3 separate regions of the Zea mays genome follow, and regions 1 and 2 are each linked to region 3. Evidence: chromatin contacts called from public Hi-C data. All regions are on one chromosome and are shown on one strand. The core of a region is the stretch at or near the end of the contact, and the rest is flanking DNA. Distances in the headings are between cores, read along the strand shown.

Evidence for each region. A called contact is a pair of places that touch in the nucleus more often than the background predicts.
Region 1: a contact with region 3 is called in a Hi-C map of ear, with 2.6 times the contacts expected there. The contact joins the promoter of LOC100276351 here to the promoter of LOC103629718 in region 3. A contact is called at or near these places in 2 of 25 Hi-C or Micro-C datasets (ear and tassel).
Region 2: a contact with region 3 is called in a Hi-C map of tassel, with 4 times the contacts expected there. The contact joins the enhancer-like site here to the promoter of LOC103629718 in region 3. A contact is called at or near these places in 7 of 25 Hi-C or Micro-C datasets (bundle sheath, ear, leaf and 2 more).

Annotation. Positions count from the first base shown.
Region 1 is chr6:107,815,381-107,820,233 of Zm-B73-REFERENCE-NAM-5.0, reverse strand. It overlaps LOC100276351, which reads right to left and starts at 2,933. Exons shown (of 4, transcript NM_001365198.1): 1 at 2,807-2,933; 2 at 2,587-2,724; 3 at 2,077-2,226; 4 at 1-500. The coding sequence starts at 2,716. The coding sequence ends at 85.
Region 2 is chr6:107,754,007-107,758,536 of Zm-B73-REFERENCE-NAM-5.0, reverse strand. No RefSeq gene overlaps it. Among protein-coding and RNA genes, the nearest start is that of LOC118472224, 21 kb to the left of the region's middle. Within about 2 kb of position 1,871, at least 2 of the 20 cell types and tissues checked have an H3K27ac peak or open chromatin away from gene starts, as enhancers often do.
Region 3 is chr6:107,605,039-107,609,905 of Zm-B73-REFERENCE-NAM-5.0, reverse strand. LOC103629718 reads left to right here and starts at 1,297. Exons shown (of 3, transcript XM_008650834.4): 1 at 1,297-2,793; 2 at 2,918-2,964; 3 at 3,046-3,492. The coding sequence starts at 2,706. The coding sequence ends at 3,336.

The DNA of each region.
Region 1 (4,853 bases), core at 1,684-4,183, 210 kb before region 3:
AAAGCCCAAATAAACACAGCCAAAGCACACGATGAAAGGCAGCTAACCCTCGGTATGCACACATGCTAGAGCTCTTGGTATTTGCTAAGTGTCAAAGCCAGAGTACACGCCGCTGCCCCTCAGGAGCCGCTTCTCCTCCTCGACGTAGTTCTTCCCCCTGCTGGCTTGGCCCCGGTCCCTCTTCCGCTTCTCTTTCTGCGAGAAGGAGGCGTCCTTCTCCTTCCTGTCTTTCTCCAGCAACAGCTGGTTCGGCGGCGCGTTCTGCAGCCCGATGAACTTCTCCCCTTCGGTTACTGCGGCCCTGGTACGCTCGCGTTCCTCGTAGGACTCGGGTGCGTGTGCGTCCTCTTTGCCGTCGCGGTCTTTCCCAGTGGACCAGGACCAGTTCGGTTCCTCCGCTGCCGGACGAACTGTCAAGACGGATGGGCCGCCATGGTATCCGTGCCGGCTCAGAGCGCTGAAATCCACACCGGTTTTCTTCTTCTTCTTTGACCTGGCTGCTGTTCACAGAGCTAAGATTAATGTTAAAATGAACCGTAACGACAAGATATCATACTCAGAACAAGCGTCATCTGGACTGGAGTTCGCGTCACTAGATTGGTACTTGCTGTTTTAGCAAATCAAAATGTGCAGGCTTACACCATGGAAACACCAAAACCCCCCAATTCATAACGGTGGCTACTCCAGCTTTACGGAAGCAAACACGGGATCTACGTGAGCATGATACATGGGATCTGAGGCCCAGAGGCTAGCCAAGTGCTGGCCAGAGGTGGTCAGCCTATGGACCTCTTCAGTGGCCCAAACCAGGGTCTCAGCTCTGGCAGGGTGGATGATAGCGTCCAGACGCCGGTGCTCATCATCGCTCCCAATCCTTTGCTGGTCCCACTTTTTTAAGAGGACATTGGTGAGGTAATGCAAGGGTTGCTCATACAGCTGCTTCAGCGATCCGGCGAGTCCCAGCCACGATGTGAATGGGATTACAGAATCACGGTAAGCAGGAACCGGAATGCGCTTCATGTATTGCTGATACATTTCGGCCCTCCTGATCAGAGCACCTGCACGATCCCATTACCTCATTAGAAAGATCATTCCCAAGGATCTGTGGCAGCTCGATCCATGTCTCAGACGTGCCAAGTTAAGAAACAATAGTCTCTTTTTCTCAATGGACATTTTTAAAATCAAAGAATTTAGTCTTATTCGCAAGAATTGATTTGGCTATAGTAGTTACAAAAAAAAGTTGCAACCAAAAAAAATAAATACTAAAGCCATATTTTAAAAAGCATCTTCCTTGGTAGCACAAACTATTCCTTGGGAAAATGCAGAAACAAATTTCTTAAATAAACCGGATAACCAAATACATGCATTGGCTGGTAAACCAGCAGCTGCAGCTTAAAGCAAAACATTGGAGGTCAGGAAAGGCGAGCCTATTTAGTGCCATAACAATCTGTAAAAAAGAACAACAAACCTAATCTACCAAAAATTCCAAGCTGCTGCTGTATTAATATGATGACCATAAGTTTGGGAAACTCGAAACTTTCAACTATTCCACTCAAGGACAAGACTATATGTAGGATAAGCTGACAACATTCCATGGAAATCAAGCCAACATATCATAGAGTTCACTCAATCACATGAAGACTACCATGTTCGAAGAGAGCTCCGGTTATGGTAATTACATTCCTAAAGTACTTTTGTTCTTCCATTTTAAAATGAAACTTGTTGAGCCTATTTTTCAGTTGCACACCAACTTTTGTAAGGCAAATAAATATCAACTAAGAAGTCTATCCAATAACTTGCTTTTGATTATTCTCTCCATATTAAATTTGATTTGACAAGACCAGATTCATGAACCAATAGGCAGTAGTCTTCATGTAGGGTTCCAATGCAAATATACGCCTTATGACCTACGCTGCATCATCGAAAAGGTGAAACCCAGAGACAAGCATACTCAAAAACCAGGTGTCAGCTAAGGTCCAATCCACAAACTTCAACAGTCACAGTACATCAACCATATCAATTCGTCACCTAGTCCTATCCACAAGTGAAACACATAGAAACAAAGTCATTAGCTCTCACCTTCTGCCGTCGAAGCAGCTTTGGAGGAATTGGGCAGCCCAAAGGCATTCCAAGCATTCCCCTTCCCAGCATCATCATCAGAATCCGAGCTAAGGTCATCATCAGAAGATACGTCCTGGGATTCCTTATGCAGCACCACCCTCTTCACATCTAGTAACCAGAAACATGGTCAGTGCCACTCCATTAGGAGATAATCTTCATAAATGATTCTTCATGTATAGTTGGTTAATATCAATAAATCCTATAGACTATGTTGCATCGATTGTGAAAGTGAAAACTGAACAATAAGAACTATGTGACCACACACTAACAATCGACCAGACTACTCATATTCGACTAGACTACTCAGAATTGACCAATCAATTATCTCAGGGCCAGTGGAGCAAGTAAAACTTTCAACAGTCACAGCACAGTGAACCATCGATCAACCATACCAAGGCAGCAACCGGAACACGCATATGCAATTAGATTAGCAGATCTAGAGTCAGCAAACCATCGGAGAGCTCTCACCTTCAGCCCCTGCAGCAGCTTTAGAGGCGCTCCCGCCCTTATCCTTGCCGCCTAATTGATCGGAATCCGAGCCCGAGGAGTCCCCGGAAGAAACGTCGAGGGGCTCCTGAGACGGCGCCGCCCTCTTCATATCTGATTCTGATCCCCCACAAACGCGGTCAGCGCCACTCAATCCGAAGCTCGCAGAGAACGCAGAGGGGCAGGGGGTTTGGGGCCTCACCTATATGAGAGCGGAGAAACCTCGCTGGATGGGGGTTAGGTTGAGGAAAGAGGACAAGGCGGAGGACGCGGTGGGTGATCGCCGGCGCCGTAAACGCCGAGTGTAGCTCGAGCTCGAGTACCCTTGGACGGCTTGGAGGCGTTTTGGGCCTGTGGAGAGAGTAGACACTGATTGATTCTATTCCTTGGGCTCAGTAGACGAATCTGGCCCAAATGGACTGAATGTCTTTCTTGGTCCATATATAGCATACGAGGGCCCATTTGTGACTTGGGAGTGGGAGGAAGGGGAGCCCGGGAGAACAGGGAGGTCAATACTCAATAGTGAATTCTGTTGAGAACTACGTTACCACGGATCACCAGATCCGCTCCCTTCCCCCGTCAGCAGTAGAGGCGCAAGAAGCTGTAGAGAATCCGTCTCCCTTCCCATAAGCACGACAGAGGAAACACACGAGACACATGATATAGGGTTGGGCCTCTGGCCTCTTTCTGATCTCTATCATATGAAGGGGTGTACAAGTTCCTTATATAGATATGTGAGACCCCTCAGGGGCAAAGCCGGTATTTGCCCACATAACCTTAACTAGGGTTACTTAACACTCCCCCTTGGGCGAATACCGCGACCAACACATGACTCTTTAAAACTCCCAAAAACCCAGTGAGAAAAATATGGAGAAAGAGTACATGGTGACGCAAATTGCATTTGCACTTTGTTGCCTCATTAAAAACCTTATGTGAGAAACTTCAGAAAAACTCACTAAGGAAAAAAGAGTACAACAAATGTCATCAGAACAAATTTCGATCTTCTGGATCAGGATTCCATCGAATCTTCTACAAGGGCTAAATTTAGAAATGTGCTCCCCCTGATCCTTGGAAAAACGTATCAATATGGCACAACATCTTCTTCTGGAAGTATACGCACATAGAGATTTAGCAAACAGATTGCATACTGTTGCAAGGATTATTTCAGGAACTTCACCTCTACTCACTTCTAGGATATACGAGGTAAGTACACGTATCAACATAAACAAGCCACTTTGACTGATGGTGTTCGATCGACTGGATCTTTATATTTGATAGAAACTTCCATAAAGGTTCACATATTAATCATCAAGCTGATGCCTTCAGGGCATAGAATATGATATTTATTGTCTCACAATTGTGATCAATATAAGCATTCGCTCCCCCTGACGATGACATCCGTCTAAGTCGTTATCCCTCATAACTCAAGCATACTCTTCAAGATATATGTCTCATTGTTCATCTGGAATAACGAGAATGGATGAGGTTGGGGTGCTATAATTTTCTATCTTACACCGCAATTTATACATAGTTGTGCAAAGCAAGTAACATGTCCTTCAATAGGACTTAGGGGATAATATAGTTGCAATAATACATATTCTAAATATGACACATCGCTCCAGGCGTTCATCCATTGCAACATCTATGATGGTGTAACAAAAGTCCATCAAAGATCGTAATCCATCAGGGATTTTTCATCGATCAGATACATCATTATAGTCTGTCATTCTGGCACAATGGGTATATTTTGCCAGTAACACCTAAACCTTATAGGTTTCTGCCATCAGGGCTTTAGAGGATACCGTAATTCCACATCTAGTGGAAATTACCATGAGTAAAACTCATGGAATGCACATGTGCTTATTTGGTGAACTTCAAGTCCTTTGGTACCTCATCATATTCCTTTTTCGGGTATGTATGGGTCTTTATCCATTAATAGGGGTTATCAAACTTTGGTGTTCAACACAGACTTTGCTTCTTCTGAAAAGGTTCCATCTGGGAACTATAATCTCAGCTAGGAGATATTCTCCCTACACAGGAGAGTGTTCATTCGTCAGGAATGTATTATTCGGTACGAGATTTATATGTTGCATATTTATAATTCAAAAATATGAGTCCTCCTAGGATCTCATGATGGATCTTCAGAATCTTATTAACTGCATATTTTAGTTCATGCCATTTGCTAGATATATTACATAGCGGAACATTGTTTATTCAACACATATTTGGGATGAGTCTCTCACAAGACC
Region 2 (4,530 bases), core at 622-3,121, 150 kb before region 3:
AGAGGACAAAGCAGTTGAACTAGGAAAGTGAACGGTGCTCAAACTCTAACCACTAGATACTATAGAATAGGTGTTATATCTTTGATATTAGATCCTTTGGGTACGTATGGGAGAGAAAGCTATCGGCGAATGTTGGTTCACATGCAGGCCCTCTCTATTATTTATGTATGATGTGTGAAAGTGGCTATAATCATATGGTTATTGCATCTCAATCAGCGCGTAGGAAAAGGGTTGACCGAGTCGGATAAGATCAACCTGTGAAGTCCCGGCGAAGATACTCTTCGGCGATCACCGGAGAAGAAGCAGAAAAGGGGAAGAGCAGAGAAAGAAGAACGAGAAGAGAAGAGAGGTGGTAAGTTTCTTTTGTATTCATCATATCCAGTTCATTACAACAATCGGTATTATATAGCCAGACAGGGATTAGCCCACTAACTATCACTTATTACAACGGCCCATGGCCCATTAACCTGTACATGCTGTCTCCCGCCATCCGGCTTAACAAGAAGATGAATCCTCAGTTACCACCGTCGTGACATCGCCTCCCCTACGGATCCAACTGGTCCCCAGATGGATGAAGATGGGAACCTATTTTTGAGGACGTAGTACTCCTCCCATGAAGACATCTCTTGGGGCAATCCTTTCCACTTGATCAGGACCTGTGGTACAGCTGTAGCTCCTTTGCGAACCAAACGACGGTCCAGAATGAGTTCAGGTTCTGGAGAAAAGTCCTCATACACAGCTGCAGGAGGAATGTCAGCAAAGACTGGGGTATGGTCCGTCACATGTGGCTTCAATTGGGATACATGAAAACCAGATGAATAGCTGCTGATTCTGGAAGTAGCAGCTTATAAGCAGCATGTCCATATTTCTCAATGTTTTTAAATGGTCCAAAATATTTGAAGGAGAGCTTGGCACAAGGTCTATGAGCGACAGAAGATTGTGCAAATGGTTGTGGTTTCAGATATACCCATTCTCCAATCTGAAACTGTAGAAAGGTTTTGTTATTATCAGCATACAACTTCATCTTATTTTGAGCAGATGCCAGATTGGACTTAATGACAGCCAAGAAAGCTTGTCTTTGTTACAATGTGAGCTGAGCATCAAAAGTACCAGCAGACCAATTACTAGGCAGAACTCCGAGGTTTGGATCCATGACATATAAAGCTTTAAAGGGAGAGCACTTTAAAGAAGAGAGGTAACAAGAATTATACCACAACTCAGCTGAATCAATCCACTTAGCCCATTGAGTAGGAGTATGGTGAACTGCGCACCTTAAAATCATCTTCAGACATTGGTTGATGCGTTCAGTTTGTCCATCGGATTGAGGGTGGTATGCTGAACTAAGATGTAGTTTTGTGCTATTCAATTTAAACAATTCTTGCCAAAAAGTACTAGTGAAAATTTTGTCTCTATTAGAGACTATTGACCTTGGCAAACCATGTAACTTCACAATCTGTGAGAAAAACAACTTGGTAATCTGGGCAACAGTAAACGGGTGTTTCACTGGGATAAAGTGGGCATATTTAGTCAATCTGTCCACCACCACCAAAATGACCGAGTACCCATTTGATTTAGGCAGCCCTTCCACAAAGTCTATGGAGATATCTTGCCAACAATCTTGAGGAATGGGTAGTGGCTGTAGCAGCCCTGGATACTTACAATTTTCATGTTTGGCTTGTTGGCATATTTGGCATTGTTTCACAAACAGTTCAACATCAGATTTTTGGCCTGGCCAATAGAACAATCTTTTTATACTCTTTGATAAGTAGGGTTTAGGAGCCTCCGCGGGATTCTCCATCTCCCGACAGCTGTCGTGGTCTAGCGCCACACCTGCCTCCCCCCACTCTCTTCACTGTTGGCAATGGCGAAGCCAAACGATAGCGAGGGGTCATGGGTCTACGCAAGCTCCTGCTGCTGCCCATGGTGACATATGGTGCGGGTCCCCCCCCCCCCCCCCCCCCCCCCCCCCCCCCCCGCCGCCGATGGCGTCTAGCAGAGTGTCGACCTTGCCATCGACCGCATCACCGATGATCCCATCATCCGCGACACGAACAACAAGCTCGTGCCGCTGCTCCGCGTCCTCCAGGTCGTCATGGGCAGGACTTTGGGTGTTAGGGACTTGTTCTACTCTTGGGCGTCTACTCCCTGGTGCTGTCAGTTCACACCGTCGGTTACCTCGTGGCCCACATGGTCCTAGCCTTGACGTCGCCGACGGGCAGGACTTTGAGTGTTAGGGACTTGTTCTTAAATACTTCGAATTAAGAATAAGACAACATAAAATATTAAATGTTTAACGACCTTCGTCCATTGAAACATTATTTCCCCAATGATATAATGAACTTCAGACGAATGTCAAGAGCAAAAATCACGAAGGTCATACCTTCGTGATTAAAATTGCAAAATAATGAAAGATGAAATATAAAATATAAGACAAAAGGAATAATATATCAAAACACATAAACTTATTCATATATTTCATTATATAAATTCAAATATATAATATTTAATCACATTTATACCTTCGTCTTGACAGAAGGCGATAATCCAAATGTCGCGTGCAAACGATTACAAGATTGCGTGAACAGTACGGGGATACTGTTCATCTATTTATAGGCACAGAGCGCAGCCTGTATGAAATTACATTTATGCCCTTTGCAATCGATTACAATCATGACACAAACTATCATGGGTCTATCGGTCATTTCATCTTTAGGTCGGTTCACTCTTTCGTCTTGAGACATGTCACTATACCGAAGCTTTATAGATGATAGCTTCGACACTGCTTTTGAGAGGATCTGCTGAAGGTGTTTCTTTCTTCAGGATCTTCGGCTACGAAGCTTGCCCCCAACAGTAGCCACTTCGCGGTGCTAGATCGTTTTTCGTAACGAGCTTGATCCGTGAAAAAGTCTCTTAGGCTTCGGGATGCCGAAGATCTGAAAAACACCTTCCCTGAGCTCGTTGCCGAGAAACGATTGAAATAATCCGAGCGCGAGGTGGCCCCGCCATGCAGCAGTTACGCGCGTCCTGGCGATTCACCTTCTCGGGCTCTGTGGCCCACCGTTCAGTGGGTGCAGGCGGCTGTTTGTCCGGTGCGGAAGACTTGACGATTTACCTTCCCACCTGCGGCACTATATAAACAGACGGGTAGGTGTGAAGTTACCACAACATTCATTGCTATTGCACTGTTTTGCTGCCAAAAATTTGACCATAGCCGAAGCTTGCTTACTGCGTCCTCAACTGAAGCTATTCAATTTGCTCAAGCTTCGTAACAAGAAAGAGCTTCGGCAAAGTTAAAAAAATTTCAACTTCGTAAAAAATCAAGAAATTCAATCATCAGATGGCTAGGGTACGCTCAACAGCTAGGGTTACTCGCGATGGAGAGGAAGCCGAAGGTGCCGAAACCGCTCCAATCTCTGAAGTGATGCAACGGTCAGGGCTGGTAGTATCGGAGGATGCACCTGCCGCTGAAGCTGAGCAGGTTGATGCTGAGGAAATTGAATCTGAAGATGATTACAGCGCCGTGCCATCTAAACCCAGCCACCTGGAGTTTGGGAAATCCACCATTACCAAAGGTGATATGTTTAAGCTGATGAAGTTAGGCTATTTCAGTGAAGCAAAGAAGGAGCTGGTTCGTTTTGGCGAAGAGGAAATTACTCCGAAGCCGGAAAAGGATGAGGTGGTAGTGTTCAAAAGCTTCTTTAAAGCAGGATTAAGATTTCCTTTGAATGGGATGATTGCTGATGTTTTGAAGAAGTTTGGGATTTATCTTCATCAACTAACTCCTAACGCCATCGTTAGGCTTAGTGTTTACATCTGGGCCCTCCGAAGCCAGGGGGTAGAACTATTTGCCGAAGGCTTCTGCCGAGTACATGAGCTTTATTATCAAACAAAAGCTAGAGAGGATGGGCTGCATGAAAACTTCGGCTGCTACAATTTTGCCTATCGCAAAAATACAAAGTTTCCAGTTATCAGCTATCGTACCAAGTGGCCAGCTGGTTGGAAGACTGAATGGTTTTACGTCAAAGTTGATGAAGAAAAGGAGAAGCTGGTCCAAAGTCCACTGGAATTAATCTTCGGAGAAACCAGGCCCCAGTGCAACATGACACCGAAGAGTCCAAGCCAAATTGCACTGGGCGAATTTCGAGTTATTGCGGAGCATATTGGCACTAGGGATCTGGTGCAAGAATTCTTGGCTTTTAGAGTGTTCCCAACTTTGAAAGAGTGGGACATACCGAAGCTCAAGGGAGAAAATAAAAAGCGGGAACTTGTTCGGTTACCCTACTATTATAAATTCAAGAAACATTTCAAAGTACCTTGCCAAGAATGGTTAGACATAATTGAAGTTATGTGCAACGACATTCTTGGCAATTATTCTAAAAAAGAAGATCAACTAATGACTGCAGCCTTCGGCACTCGTCCGAAGTGAAGGTCAAACCGAGTAATGGATGCTCTGAACTTTGAGTATCCTGACTATGAGCGACTAGACCGAGGCGCCGAAGGATAGAAGAGAAAGAGAATTGCCAGTGTTCT
Region 3 (4,867 bases), core at 48-2,547:
TAGATCCAATCATCCAAACAGTACCTGCGCACCTGTGTGTGGCACTGTGGCATGGGATCCTGCCCTCGAAGGATCAAAGTCTAGCAGCCAGGCAGTCTGGGCTGTCTTAAACCCAATGCTCAACGGCCATATTGCTTTTCCCTAAAACAACTGACGACCTTATTGGCTTATTGCGCTGCTGGGCATGGCCGCATGGGTGAAGCCGGCGGCAAGGTCCTAATGCCCGGGAGTGACTGCTGCTGAACAGCAAGCTGTTCCCTCTGTGATCAAGAACTAGAGAACGTCGGTCAGCTTTCTGCCCTTGCACCTACGCAAAGCAAAGTTTGGCAATTGGCATACTGCTGGCTTTCTTCTTTCTTGCGCAGGAAGCTGAACAACAAAGGACTCGCGGAAGTGAACGCCATGGTTATAACCATTGGCCGGCCAGGGCCTTCGAGAAGGATTTGATTCAGCCTTCTCGTTGTTCTCTTGAAGAATTTGGAAGCAGAGAAACACGCAGAATTCGAAAAGCATCTGCATATTGTTTCATGATATTGTTTTGTGGATGTGGGAACTTAAACTTAGTGTCTAATTGAATGTTTTATTGTTTATATTCTTCCGTAATCAGCTTTCACATTGGTTTCCGTATATTTATAGAATGCTAAGTTTTAAAGGATACAGTTTAAATCTCATAAAGTTATTTTTAGTTCAGGACAGGGGAGTACGCTTGCAAGAACAATGCCTACCGTCCAATTGTTTGTGTCAAAATACTATGGAAAATGTGTATGAGTGTGTCCACCTAATTTTTATATTGATGAGCATCTCCAATAGAATAGTTAAATGACTTGTCAAACTAAATTTTAGCTACTCAACAGTAAAATAACTTTTGACTAACTATCTGATTTTTCAAATTGACTCTCCCACTAGCTAAATTTGGATAGCCACATGACTAGTAAAACTAGATAGATAGTCTGTTGAATTGAGATGCTATATAGAGTATAATTTTTATAAAAATGTATATAGATGGTTAAATAGAAAGCCATAAATAGTCTCTTGGAGATGTTTTTGTTAGAAATGCTCTCGCTAAATCCTATAATGATAAAAAGAGGTGAAACTGTTGCTTTCGGGATCTCGCTGCCCGTGTCGCCCATTTTTTCTATATCTCATTGTGAATTATGCGAATGTGTATCGAATATGCATAGTCAAGTGCTTTTGCCAATGAAACCTTGGAACTCACTCGTACTCGTACAACCCTCGATCCGAGCTGCGCGCGGCTACCGTGAGTAGGAAAAATGTGTCGCTGCCTGCCGCCACGATCGGAGCGACGGAGCGCACGCCCTCGTGCTCCGCATCCCCAGTCCCCTTCTCTCGCTCCTTCGACGCCGCCGCCGCCTCCCCAGTCCCCAGTAAAATTAATGCGAATGATGCGTCCGGCGGCGTCCGAGGCCCCGGCGCACGTTCGCCCGCCTCCCCTTGCTAAGGCCGGCGCTCCCTCTGCCTCGGTTTATTTCCTCCATTGCCGGCTCTGCCGGGTGGACCCACCAGATCGGACCTCGTAGCCGGCCCCGCCGCGGGAGCTGCACCGCGGCCCACGACGTCGCGGAAAGCGGCAGCCTGCGTGTCGCGTCGACCACCCCGCTGTTCTGCCCGAGAGCTGGCGTGTCACGTTCGCCTGGCAGCGCGATGGCGCCAATGTTCTGCCCGAGAGCTGGAGGCGTGGAGGTCAGCCATGAGCCACGGCGTGACCCCCGACGTGGTGTATGTGTGCGGCTGCCCCCACGATGCTACAGTGTCTACCGCCTGTAGCGCGACGCCACCAGGGACCAGGGCCGCCATGGCCACTTGGCCAGCAAAGCAAAGCAAAGCAAAGAAGAGACATACCCAACACCTGACATTGTATCAATTGGTGATGTCCCCGGTCGATGCACTACAAACTCCCCCAACACCCGAAGAACAGATCACCGACGACGACCTCGGTCAGTGGGGAAAACAAATGAAGGACGCAGCGCAGTGATCTGAATCATTCCACTTCAGAGTTCGTTCAGATGCATGGAATGGAATAGGCAAACCGCAATGCCGAGACAATGGCACGCATGCTGCTAGCTGGTAAGTCTCAGAAGACCGTGTTGGCTGTCTCTCCAGGTACAGTATCAGTATGCTTGTCCAGGGCGGCTGTTTCACACCACCACCAGTTGTCTCTAGATTATCACCTAATTTGATGATTCAATATGGTCGCGTTGCTTAAGATCAACGGGAGGTGAAACTCTAGGTTCTGGCCTTGTTTACTGACACCCTCTCCAGTTGGCGACTAAAGTTTGCCCCTTCTTCCACACTGTGATCAAAATCATCTATCTCAAGCAATTTGCCAATCCTTGAAGCACTCTCACTGTGCATGAGATCCTAGGAAACTAATCTTTGGCAAATGGCAATGGACAGACTTTGAGATCTCCCAGGCACATGACATGAATGAATATGCTAGATTAAGCCAATAAAAAAATTGCCGGGGACCTGCCTAGTTGTATGGATTAAAGTACAGGTCCAACAATTCTTCTATGAATAGAAAGAGGAGGTATTGGAACTCTGCTTTGACCAATATAATGGAGTACACATGTCTCTCTGAAGGCCTATAAAACTACCCTTCCTTTGTCCTGCTTTCCCTCTCCTTCCGTTTCTGTTAGTTTAATGACAGACATACCTAAAAAGCAAGCAGGGCTGAACAGTTAGTTATGCGGCCGTTAAACTGTGTAAGCTTCTTGCTTGGGCTGGCCGTCGTCTCGGACACCCTTGGCCCCTTCGTCGCCATCGCGCATAGAGGTTAGACATAATCATCTCCCTTCTCAGTTTAAGCATGCATGTTTGATGAACTTCCCACCTCGTTCCCTTCTCAGTTTAAGCATGCATGTTTGATGAACTGACACACCTTCCTGTCTGTTTTCAGAATTACTCTCAGTAACTGGCAGCAAGGGGGGAGCAGATATCAAGCTGGTAAGAATCTGAAGCAATGTCAAGTAATAAAACATGTAGCCATATGGCTCATCCAGAAACTAATGAATGTGCCGAATGCAGGAACTCAGTGTTGGCAAGATCAGGACAGGTGAGGAGACCGCCAGAAGCAACGTACTGACAGGTCGAAGGCTGGCTTTCGGAGATGCAGTCATGGAGCAGAAGGAAACAGAGAATTCCGGAATCAGAACAGACTCAGGTGCAAAATATGCTGTTGGAAAATGCGGACATGGAGGAGGGAAGGACTTAAGTATGAATTGTAGCAAACATACACCGAAGGTTTACTTCGATGGACACATTCCCTTCACTGCTGATTACCGTTCACCCCGGAAACACCCTCCCAAGAACAACTAGAAGTAGATAGGGTATACCCATGTAGCATATAACTAGCATGTTTTCCTCTCATTTTTCTTTTGGTTTGCCATCCTAAATGTCGAATATGGCTTTTTCCTTCTTGTTAGATACATGTGTTTAGTTATGGCTAAAAAAAATAACTGGTCCTTCTCCTCCTATGTGGTGAATCATGATACTTATGTTCCACTTCTTTTGGTAGACTAACCTCTACTCTAAGTGCTATGATTGAGATATATTATGTCCACACCAAGATTGGGCAAAGATGGCACTCATAAGGTGATGATGGTAGTCGCCATATGTGATTAAGTGCTCAACATTTGAAAATTAACAAAGAGAAAAACAAAACCCTATAACCTCAAGACAACATATAAAATAGGGATTTTATTTTGTGGACCAAGATGTAATAGAATGTGTGATCAGGTTTAGGATAGATGACCATACTATTAAGATGAGAGTTTTATTAGTAATCTCAGCCATTTAATGCCACTAAATATTTGGATCAACATGTATTTGTATATAGGCTTAAGTGACACTACGAAGAGCGAGTGAAAATGTTTGTGAAAACACTTTAAAAATGCTAACTCTAGACTTACATATTTAACAAAATATTTAAGAGTCGGTTCACTTGCATCCTTACAACTATTGAGCATCCACCGTACTTACCCAGTGTGGCACCGGACTGGTGCACCGGTCAAGAGGGCTAGTTTTTCTCTCACACATGTTTCATCCGAGCATAGTGGTGTCCGGTGTACACCAACCAAACAAGGGCACCCGGACCATGTCTGATGAAGCCAAGTCGAGCACATAAATGAGTGCTTTTTCTAAAGGGGACACTAGACATGTCCGATTTGACACCACATAGGGCTACTGTCCTATTTTTTAGAGGGTGTTCTTCGAGCATTTGTGTGCCAACACACATTAGACAAGTTCAGTGTGCACTAGACAAGGGCGCCGAATAAGCGTCTACAGCGGCTAGTTGAGTTGAATGTTGGAATTTGACATTTAAGCATGTCCTGTAAAGTTGTCCGGTGCTAGTGTGGAGCATCCGGTTCACCCGCAGTTAGCCCCAAAAGGGTAACGGTTAGACTGTTTGACGGGGTTACAAATACCCCTTTAGCTGGCCAAGGCCACCCTTTGAGAGCTGAAAACACGCTCCACTAACCTGCACTCAAATATTTTCACATTTGGGTGGGATTAGAGAGCCTCTAGTGCATTTGCATTACGTTTTTTTTATCCTTGTGGCACTAGTTAGAGCAACTCCAAAAGGATGTTAAAATTTTTACCCCAAAAACTAATTATTAAGAGTAGGCTAAAAAGTTTTATTAGTGATATTGATGGGTACTCCAACAGTTTCTCTAAATATGACATGTGGCGCAATCTGTATAGTCGTCGGGAGGCTCTGGATGATCCGATACGTTGAAGAATGGATTGGGGAGGGATGAAACACACCAAAATATGAGGGAGAGTAGGCTGTGGATGCAGGACGCGAATTTTTTATGAAGAATGAGAGAGTTGTTGGAGTAAAAAAACC